Regions from separate parts of the Mus musculus genome. Here regions 1 and 2 are each linked to region 3. Evidence: chromatin contacts called from public ChIA-PET and HiChIP or PLAC-seq data. All regions are on one chromosome and are shown on one strand. The core of a region is the stretch at or near the end of the contact, and the rest is flanking DNA. Distances in the headings are between cores, read along the strand shown. Region 1 overlaps Cmah (cytidine monophospho-N-acetylneuraminic acid hydroxylase). Region 2 has its middle 30 kb from the start of Ripor2. Region 3 holds the start of H1f2 (H1.2 linker histone, cluster member).

Evidence for each region. ChIA-PET counts read pairs in DNA pulled down with a chosen protein or histone mark. HiChIP or PLAC-seq counts read pairs in DNA pulled down with a chosen protein or histone mark.
Region 1: an RNA polymerase II ChIA-PET map of memory CD8 T cells shows a contact between it and region 3, with 7 read pairs. The contact joins the enhancer-like site here to the promoter of H1f2 in region 3. A contact is called at or near these places in 2 of 39 promoter capture datasets (the C10 cell line and pre-B cells), 1 of 484 Hi-C or Micro-C datasets (pre-B cells) and 3 of 115 datasets of contacts at active chromatin or transcription factors (effector CD8 T cells, memory CD8 T cells and pro-B cells).
Region 2: an H3K27ac HiChIP or PLAC-seq map of microglia shows a contact between it and region 3, with 7 times the contacts expected there. The contact joins the enhancer-like site here to the promoter of H1f2 in region 3. A contact is called at or near these places in 1 of 484 Hi-C or Micro-C datasets (CD4 T cells) and 4 of 115 datasets of contacts at active chromatin or transcription factors (T-cell acute lymphoblastic leukemia, effector CD8 T cells, memory CD8 T cells and 1 more).

What each region holds. Positions count from the first base shown.
Region 1 is chr13:24,401,711-24,405,109 of GRCm38.p6, reverse strand. All of the region lies in intron 2 of Cmah (cytidine monophospho-N-acetylneuraminic acid hydroxylase), which reads right to left. Among named protein-coding and RNA genes, the nearest start is that of Gm11342, 27 kb to the right of the region's middle. Within about 2 kb of position 1,854, at least 35 of the 459 cell types and tissues checked have an H3K27ac peak or open chromatin away from gene starts, as enhancers often do. A contact at or near this core is called in memory CD8 T cells, pre-B cells and pro-B cells, where this site is marked.
Region 2 is chr13:24,606,429-24,609,919 of GRCm38.p6, reverse strand. It overlaps a transcript of Ripor2 not described here. Among named protein-coding and RNA genes, the nearest start is that of Ripor2, 30 kb to the left of the region's middle. Within about 2 kb of position 1,744, at least 6 of the 459 cell types and tissues checked have an H3K27ac peak or open chromatin away from gene starts, as enhancers often do. A contact at or near this core is called in microglia, where this site is marked.
Region 3 is chr13:23,736,699-23,740,361 of GRCm38.p6, reverse strand. H1f2 (H1.2 linker histone, cluster member) reads right to left here and starts at 1,555. Exons shown (of 1, transcript NM_015786.3): 1 at 831-1,555. The coding sequence starts at 1,513. The coding sequence ends at 875.

The DNA.
Region 1 (3,399 bases), core at 605-3,104, 660 kb before region 3:
AAAGTCTTGGGGCTGGAAAACCTCCTCACAGGTTGGTGTGGTTAGAGAGAGTTTGTATCTGGGAGGAGAGGGTAATCATAGAGACCTATCAAGAAAAAGCTTCAGACGAGGTCTAAGAGAGTGAACAAATTCTCCGTTCTGGTTGCCCGCAAAAGGACTCACTTAAATCTGTTATCAAAATATGATTTTTTAAATTTAGATGTTTTGCTTTTTAAAGAATTTTATACATGAGTACTATATTTACATTATTTCTACCTCTCCTTCTGCCCCCTCCAAGTTCTCCCTTACTTCTCCTTACTCCCTCCCAAATTCATGATCCTTGTTTATTATTGTTACATAGACAGATATAGATTATACACCCAATATATACACGTATTTAGGGCTGACCACTTCAGATTAGAAAACCTATCAGGGAGATCATCCCTGGAGAGATAAATTCTTCTGCTCTCTGCAGCCACTATTGCCTGTAGTTCTTCTCCTAGGGGTGGAGCCCTGGGAAATTCCATATCTGTGCTAGCATGTCACCTGGTGCTGTCCTTATGCAAGTCTTCATTAGACAACCATATTGATAAGATTTCATAGATACCACTTCTCGATCTTGTCAAGGAGATCTTGCTGCAAGTGTCCTGGACCTCTGGCTCTTGCAATCTTTCTGCCTGCTCCTTCCATGATGTTCTCTAAGCCGTAGTTATCAGGTTTGCATTGTAGATGCACAGATTGGGATGGGCATCTTAGTACCATTTATTCTTTGCCTTTTGACCAACTTGCAGATCTCCATAATAGTCTCCATCTGCTACTAAAAAGAAGCTACTCTGATTAGGCAGGAGAGCTATACTTAACCTGTAACTTTCATGATTTTTTTTTTTAATGGAGAAGATGTATATTTTGTTTCTTCTTGTTCTGCAAGCCTCTTGCTTTGCATAAAAGAGCAGCAGCCAGTGCAACATATTGTGAGCTTAAGGCAGTAGTCCTTCATATCACACTGTATAGCATACAATTTATTCCACTCCCAGACATTTTCTTTTTTTTAAAAAAAGATTTATTTATATGAGTACACTGTCACTGTCTTCAGACACACCAGAAGAGGGCATCAGATCCCATTACAGATGGTTGTGAGCCACCATGTGGTTGCTGGGAATTGAACTCAGGACCTCTGGCAGAGCAGTCAGTGCTCTTAACCCCTGAGCCATCTCTCCAGCCCAACCCAGACATTTTCAATGGGAAGATTGTTAAGTCTTTTGACATAAACCCAGGGGTAGACATAGACAAGTTACAATATTATATGTGTTGGGAGCAGCCTTTAATCCTAGAACTTAGGAGGTAGGGGCATATGGGTTTCTATAAATTCAAGGCTCTTTCTCAAACAAAAGCAAAAAACCTAACAAAACAAAACACCCCAAATTATGTGAGACTTATAATAACATTGCTATCCCAAAATACAGAATTCTTAGAAGCACTTTTTACTGTAGATAATACCTTGAATTCTGAATAACAAAGCCTAGTCCCTGGTCCAAAGACTGAGTCTAAGGCATGATCAAAAGAGAAGTGCATAATGTTTACCTGCACCCATTAGGAAGTTTGTTGGCACAACACACACACACACACACACACACATACACACACACACACACACACACACACGTATATATTGCTATTTCATTGAATTCTTCTATCTACCACTCTTTCAATCCTTATTACACTCTAACCCTTTCAACCCCACAGCACTGGGTAGGTCAGGCATGGATCTCCTTAGGCTGCTTCCTGCTAATTAGAGGCATCTGGTCTCTAGGGGCAAGACAGAGATCTTCCTTGTCAGAATATCAATGTCCAGAAACCCAACAATGGTAAACCAGCAATCTATTAAAAGCAACAGCAGGAAGCAGCAGCCACCACAGGCCCTTGGGGCTCTTCTGTTTATACCTTCTCCAGAGTCCTCAGAATTTAACTATCTGCAACTGGCAAGAATCATGCCCCTGGTAGTGCAAGAGGAAAGTCATAATCACCTGCTGTGACACAGCCTCTTATTCCACACCTGGGATTAAAACAAAAACATATTCACATAGCATAACTGAGTCTTTAAAGAAACCAGAATTCTCATTACAGAAGCTGTTTTTTTTTCCTAGCAATACTATTGAGAGGAGGTTACACACACACACACACACACACACACACACACATACACACACACATACACACAGAGAGAGAGAGAGAGAGAGAGAGAGAGGAGGGGAGGAAGGGAGGAAGGGAGGGAGGGGGAGGAACAGGGATGGGGAGGGGGAGAGGAGGAGGGAAAGAGAGGGGGGAGGAAGAGGAGGAGGGGGAGAAAGAGAGGGGAATGATAAAGATCATTTAGCCTGTCTATCCACTACTATTTGAAGGCAAGCATGCTGGAGCAAGTTACTTCACCCCATATATTTGAGGGTAGCATAGAAACTCCCCAATGGATTTTACACGTGCTCCCTTCAGCAATGAGTCAAGGGCCTCATGGCATCATCTTGATCATCTGACATAACAGATGCTCTGCAAACACTTCATTAACTACAGTTACTTCTCCCAGCAGAGGAGCATTCACTGGAAGCATTCACACTCTCTGAGCAGTAAACTCAACTTGCTTTTCAATGTGTCCCAACTTCGGGCAGACTATGTAAGCATCTTCCAGTGACTGCTGTACAACGTTGCTGCTTCCCACCCACTATTACAATAACATTTTCTGTTGTCATCTGTTCATGGCCACCCTGAGCTTTGCAGTGAGAAGACAGCACACCTGATGTGCAAGGTAACAGAGTTCTGTGCCCAGGGCCACCAGGAGTGTGGCAGGGCCAGCACCAGGACAGTCAGGCAGCAGTCAATGTCCACTCGCTTCTTGCTACCCACACAGACAGCAACAGGATCATAGGGGTTCTGTCACTTAGCTGTGCCACTGCTACCAAAATAGGACCTTTGACATTTAACCGACCATTTCAAAAATTAATTGCATGAGACACCTTGGTGGTACACTGTAGCCTCCCCTCCCCCAGCTTTAGGGTTCCTCTGTTTACACCTGGATGGAGCTTGCCTGCTCAATCGTTCTGCCACGCCCACTGCTGGAACCTGCCGCTTTGCTGTTTGGAGCCATCCACGTGGTCACCCTGCTACTGGTCCCCCAGACTATTTGGCGGGAATCGGCCCCCCCTTCCTCTCCTACATAACTGCGTGCTGATTTAGTAAAATTGAGCTTTGATCAGAGTTGCTTTTGACTTGGCTCCGTTCTTTCTTCTGTCCGTCTAGTTCCTCTCTTTCAGCCCGAGCTGCCATCTCAGTTGAACCGTTCGTTTCGAGCTGCTGGTTGGCCGCAACAGTACACGCCTTTAATCCCAGTACTATCTAACTGCAAAAGAAACTCACTGAAGTATCTAGAAC
Region 2 (3,491 bases), core at 495-2,994, 870 kb before region 3:
TCAGGAGTGTGCTTGTTTCTGTTGAACACTCGACAAAAGTAGCCCTAAGGGAGGAAGGATCATTATGCATGCAGGCCATCATCTCCAGGAAGTCAAGGCTGGACTTCACAGCCACTGCGAAGAGCAAAGAGAGAATGAGGGCATGTATGCTTGCTTTTGTTCAGGCTTCTTCCTCTCCACCTGTACACAGTCCAAGACTCAAACCAAAGGAACAGCTCCTCCTATAGCGGTGGGCCTTCCCACCTAACTTAACACAATCAGGAAGAAACGTCACAGGCATGACCATGGGCCAACCCGATCTAGACAGCGCTGCATTGGGGCTCTCTTCCCAGGTGATTCTAGACTGTGACAGGTTGAGGACCCAAACTGACATTATTTATTTATTTTATGTTTTTCATTTTTTTCCTGTGGTGAGTGTGTGTGTACATGTTTGGAAACCTAAATTTGATGTTAGAAATCTTCCACTTTTTCTTGTAAGCTAGCATCTCTCAGTTACATGGTTAGTCTCTCTAGCCACCTTTCCCTGGGGATCCCACGTGTTTGCCTTTTCAGGTCGGAAACCCAGTTGCGAGGGTTTAGGGAGCTGTACGCTGGCCCCCATGCTTGCGTGGTAAGCATTTTAGCTGCTCAGAACCATATCCCCAACCCACAGTGCTAATCACTCTTATTTTGCAATACACTTTTTATCATACTTGACATATTGCAATTATGTATTTTATGGAGTGCACAGTGACATTTAAATACATGTATCCAACGTGCAGTGATCAGATTGAAGTAATTGCCCTTTATCGTCTCAGACATTCGTCACTTCTTTGTGCAGAGGGAGCTGTGACTAAGAAGGAAGGGGTACATCTGAAAGGGAAAGTGAAGCCCAAGTTTCTCAGTGAGGCAGACAGCAGTAAAAGCAGTTTAAGAGGAGAATAACATAATTTGCTTCCAATCAATGTGAGGATGCACCTCAGTCACTTGGACCAAAGGCTGATTGGTCACACGTGGGCTAAGTCTCACTGTAGACCTTCACATAAGCTCAGGGATGGGCAACATTTGGGTACTCTATATTCTTCCTGTTATGTAAGTCTGATGGCAATTGTGCAAGGCCTGCTTCTTGCCCTGAGAAACTGCTTCCTTCTTGCATTCACTCATTCATTCATTCATTCATTCACTCATTCATTCATTCATTCATTTGAAAAATAATAATGATCTATCTACCAGAGCTTAGGTGCAGTGGGAAGCTCTGAGGTAAAAGTATTTGTGCTTAGTGTATCTATGCATGACAAGGAATATTAACAAAAGGTTATTATCTTTTGGTATGAAGAATTAGGTTGCAATAATCTCAGTCTGTAATTTGTGTATATTTTGTGCATGTGTGTGTATATGTGTGTACATGTGTTTTGCCTGCATTATGTATAAATACCATTTGCATGCCTGGTACCTATGGAGATCAGAAGAGGGCATCAGATTCCCTGGAACTGGACTTAAGGATGGTTGTAAATTTCCATGTGGCTGCAGGGAGTCAAACCCAGGTCCTCTACAAGAGCAGCCAGTGCTCTTAACTGCTGAGCCATCTCTTCAGCAATTTTTTCAACAATTTTTTTTTTCAGATTTACCAACTTAAGAACAGGGGAGAGAAGATGAACTAAATAGATGTAAAAGAAGTAGAAAGAAGAACAAGGTAGGAGAGAGGAACTGAAACTGTGGAGTAGCTGGAATCACGGGGGAATACTGAAAAGATTGCAAAGCTAGAAATAACCTTTTCGTTGGGCGACTTTGCCAGCAAAAATACACATAAGATGTGTCTAATTGCAAAGTGCTGTGACCACAAGATCATGGCCACCAACAGTACGGCTGTCCCAGTGATTCAAAGAGATGATAACAGCCCTCTCCAGGCCTTTCAGGCTTCTTGCATATTGTTCCAACTTCAGGGTATCTGGACTTTCAGCAGATTAGAGCATCAATAATTGTGAAGAGTTTGGAATGTAGCAGGTCCAGAGTCAAATTATCTTGGGCCATCTTCAGTCCTCTTAATAGCCATTTGTTGCCCGTCTCTCTTCCTGACCTAGAGACTTTGTGAGCACTAGGAGAATCATTGGAAGGTATACGAAGCACTTGTTTTCCTTAGGAAAGTATTAACTGAGCAGATCTTTGGCTTCTCCCAGTCCAAAAGCTGAGTCATCACATAGTATGTGAGGCTGGGGCTGAGGCTTCTCCACTTGGTTGTCAACCTGTCTCCATGACGATTGATCCCACCAAAGACTTCAAAGCATCTTGATGTATATCCTTTATTCTGCTACTATAAAAACTTCATGATATTGCTTTCACATTGTATATGCAGTTTGGGGGAACCCAAGTCTCTGTTGCCAGGCCATGATCACCCATATTTTCTCCTGAATATACTTTCTTCCTTCCTTTTTCTTTTTTGGTCAACAATGGATTTTCTTCAGTAAGATTACAAGGCGATTGCTCATTGAACAAATCTATTTGTTCCCTAGAAAGGAGAACAACCCATAAAGCCCCTCAGGAAAGACTGACATTGGGTATGGTCTGTGACCTCAGAGCTGTGGGCTCAGGGTTTGATTGCTTGGAGTGAGTGGTTAGCGACTTTTTGTTTGTGGGTTTTTTGGGGGGGGGGGTGCAGGGGAAGTTGTTTTATTTTGTTTTGATACATTGTTTCCCCGTGCCAGCCTGGTCTACAGAGTGAGCTCCAGGACAGCCAGGACTACAGAGAAACCCTGTCTCGAAAAACCAAAACCAAACCAAACCAAAAAACAAACAAACACAACAACAACAACAAAACCAAACAAACCAACAACAATAATAACAAAAACAAGACAGTTACAGATATTACTGCAGCCCTTACACTGGGCAGGAAGATGCCCAGTGCGCTCTGCAGGCCAGAAAGCAACATCAGGAGCCCTGAAGACATGAGGGTCTGCAGATTTGGGCTTAGTAACTTCATTTCTGCCCACAGATTGAACATCCATAATTGAAAAATCACAGATCTGAAATCTCCCCAAACCCCAAACTTCCTCCACTGAGAAGCAAAGACACAAGAATTCAGAATTAAGGACTTGAACATAATAATACTTTGAAAACTCTAATTTTTGTTTCCATGTATGTATTTGCTTGTGCAGGGGCAGGTAAGGTATGGGTGGTGGGAGGGGATCACAGTGTTTGCATGAAGGTCAAAGGGCAACTGTCAGAGTTGGTTCTCTCCTTCCACCACGTGGGGCCTGGGGATGATGCCCAGGCCCTCACTGTAGGCAGCAAGCACTGTTATCTCTTAAGCCACTTCACCAGCGCAAGGAAACATCTTCCTTGTGTGACTTGTGTGGCCTTTCTTCAATATTTGCATCTTACTGACCTCTCAGTCACTAAGTGACATGCTGAGGACAGAACAATAACTTGAAGGAAACTTTTTTTCAAAGATTCCAAAGAAGGGCCTTGAAAGGTGGTGCGGCAGTTAAGGTCATCCTGCTCGAACACGCGGGAGG
Region 3 (3,663 bases), core at 306-2,805:
AAAACTAAACGCTTTTTATTAGAAGCATACACTTTCAACAGATAGCCAATTTAACATTTTGGATTGTACAAAGCATTACCAAGAAACCTCAGTATTCATACAAGGTCAATCTTCAGTGACGACACACACGTATAAAGCAAGCGCTTCGGGAAGCTGAGGCAAAACAAAGTTAATCTACAACTATGCTGATCAAAATAAGGCAAAGCAAGTGTAATTGGTAATGGTAAAAAACTTGAAAAAAAAATGGCTGACAAAAGGTTGTGACGCAGTTCAACCCACAACTCCATCGCTGTGGCAAACAAACCGAAAGTACGAGAAGCAATCGTCTCAGTCCCGAGTCCAACTTAACTGTGCAGGCTAGTCGTTCCGGCAGCTACCCCATGTCTTTAATATTAAGGAAGGCAGTTCGTTGGCGCCAGCACCCCACCTTCTCCCAAACTTCCAGGCTAACCCCCACAAGAGGCTGAGCATAGAAGCCACCTACAAGCCCCGGATGCGTTTCTCCAGGCAGGAAGCTCAAACTTCGGGATGGCGCCCAATCAAACGAAGAACTAGAGTCCTGGGCCGGAGTGAGCCAACCCACAAGCAGGGCGGAACTTTCAAATCACCTTGCAGTCCAATACGAACTAGCGCCGAGGGTTGCTTTCTGCTGCTGACAGCCGTGGGAGGGTGTTCCAGCCCATAGCACTTCCTGAGCAGCCCAGCACAAACAAGTCTAGGTGGGACACGCAACCCCACCCATCCCACCGGGGGAGCGAGTGCTGCCGGGATCGAGTCCCTTGCAACCTTGCTTCATTAATCACACAAATGTCACAGCTCTTAAGTGGGAGTGGTGGCTCTGAAAAGAGCCTTTTGGATTGTTAGGGGAGGCAGCCTACTTTTTCTTGGCTGCAACCTTCTTGGCCTTGGCAACCTTGGGCTTGGCAGCCTTTGGCTTTACGGCTTTAGACGCGCTCTTGACCTTCTTGGGCTTGGTGACCTTCGCCTTCTTTGGGCTCTTGGCCACTTTCTTGGTCACAGCCGCCGCCGCGGGCTTCTTCGCCTTCTTCGGGGTCTTCTTGGCCGCCTTTTTGGGTGTGGCAGCACCAGTCGCCTTCTTAGGCTTCTTGGCTGCTCCCGCGGGCTTCTTCGCCTTGGCCGCGCCTGCCTTCTTAGCCTGGGGTTTGGCCTCGCCAGAAGCCGCCTTCTTGTTGAGTTTGAAGGAGCCGGAGGCACCGGTGCCCTTGGTTTGCACCAGGATGCCCTTGCTCACCAGGCTCTTCAGGCCGAGCTTGATGCGGCTGTTGTTCTTCTCCACATCGTACCCCGCGGCCGCCAGCGCCTTCTTGAGCGCAGCCAGGGACACGCCGCTGCGCTCCTTGGAGGCGGCCACAGCCTTGGTGATGAGCTCGGACACCGGGGGTCCGGACGCCTTACGGCGCACCCCGGCGGGCTTCTTGGCGGCCTTCTTTTTGGCAGGCGCCTTCTCCGCAGGGGGCGCGGCAGCGGGGGCAGCAGGAGCAGCCTCAGACATGATGAGTCTCTGGAAGTCAGGAACTAGTGGCAGTACGCCGATAGAGTAGCGCGGGCCCGGCGCTGTATATATAGAGCGCAGGCGCGCGCTGATTGGTGCTCCAGCGGCCTGCCTGGCAAGCTCTGAGCAGCCGCGCTGCGCCCAACTTGTGTTTGTTACACTTCACAAAAAGGAGAAAATATTAAAATATCTTGCACCAAATCTCTCGAGTTTGGTCGGTAAAGGATCCGAGAAGTCTCAGGCTTCAGGATATATGTTTATTTTTTCCTCATCCCTAAAGACAACGCGCCTAGGAGTCCCTAATTCCCCCAACTCCAAAGGAAGTCCGGGGTAGATAGAGACCACTTTCTGTTTTTCTTCTAAATTACCTGGTCGCTCCTTTGCCCTTGAAAGTTCTTTTTCTCAGGGATTATAGAGCACATCCTTCCCTTAATTTAGGGACAAAAATGAAACGATTTCCGCCTAAATTTTCACAATTATTCTGTTTCTTCGCAAGGGAAGTAACACAAGTCCTTAGTGACTTCTGATTACAGACCCACCACAACTATGGACTAGGACTGGGATTTCCAGTATAAAACACTTGGGGTAAATTGAGAGGGGGTTCATAGGCCTTGGGGGTGTATAATGTGGTGGGGGGGGTTAGGACTTAAATATCTGATTTAAAGACACTGACTTTAAAATGCTTTACATTGGTGGGGGCGGGGCACCCCATTGACTTCTATAAAGGGAGACCTTGGGCTATATTTTTAAAGCTCCTGGTTCCCCTCTGAGTTTTGCAAGGTAGGGGTCTAGCTCTGAAGAATAAAGATAATAAGAAGGGAAAGGAACCCTAAAAGTCTATATGAGCCCTCCTCTCCCCCAAATGCCAAATTAGAGTCTTTGAAAGATCTGTTTTTAAAGTGATGAGGATTTAGTTGCTTATTTGGCAGCAATACAGATATAAGTTTCAGTGCACGGGAATTCTAATCTAGAAAATAGTTTGTCTTAGTACAGGAGGACCTTCTAGACTTGGAGACTATGAGATGCAGATGTCAGTAAACTTACTGGCTTTCCAAAGGTTACCTTTGGCATAGATTTGAACAAGCTAAATATTTGAAATAGAAAATGTAACCAATTTTACCAATAAGATAAGAGACAAGATAAGTACAAATTATCATGTCATCTATAGTGGACAGCTGTATGTCATCTCTTCTCAGTTCCTCGGAATATGGCAATCTGCATTCTAGTCAACTTTGCTTTGTTAGCTTAAGGTTTTCAGCTTCATATTTCAATAACTACAACATGGTTTTGTTGTTAGAGAAAATACAAGATAAACTCTCTGCTAGTATAATTAATACATGGGGCAAAGGAAGTTCCCCTAATTTTATCAGAAATCTCTGTTTAAGTATATGTCTACATAAAAACATGTGATGAGTTTGTCAGCACTAAAGCGTGGTAAAGTCCCAAGGTTATACAAATTGAGTTCAGGGATGTTTGTGAAACAAAGCATATTTTATAAGACTGAGAATGGCCGCGTGGTTTCACGTAATAACCTTAGTTTAGCACTTGCAAGCAGCATCTCCTAGGCTTGTGTCCTCTGGGAATTAACAGCCTAATGGGATTAGGGATGGACTAATTGCTAGCAATAGAACCACTTTAAGAGTTGCCTTCCTGTGTGGACTTTGAAATGGGAATTGCAAGGCATTATTGAAAGTACACAACTCAAGCACCTTCGTCATACCAATATGCTTCAATGAAAGAAATGAGAACATGTCACCTTGCTCTGATTACGTGGGAAATGAACGAATGTCCTCCTCATCTGATAGTTGTCCATCTCCCCCAGGAAAATAGCTGTGTGTGATCTAGCTCTCCAGTTTGCTCACTTTCCTGTCACTGTAAATTGTCAAATTATTTGTAAAATCCTAGATTTGTTCATTTGATTGTTGTAATTTTTTAACTTATAGCCTTTCAAGCCGAATCAATCAAATCATAGCTCTTTAATGCAATTAACTAATAAAGCTTGCCTGGTGTAGATGCAAATTCATTGCTTCCAATAGAAAAGATAACCCTGAAAGTTATGTTTGTATTGTACAATAATAAATTATATCTCTAATTTTTGAGGATTCATTCAGCTCTCATTCTTTCTCTGAGTAAATGCACAGTTTATTTTC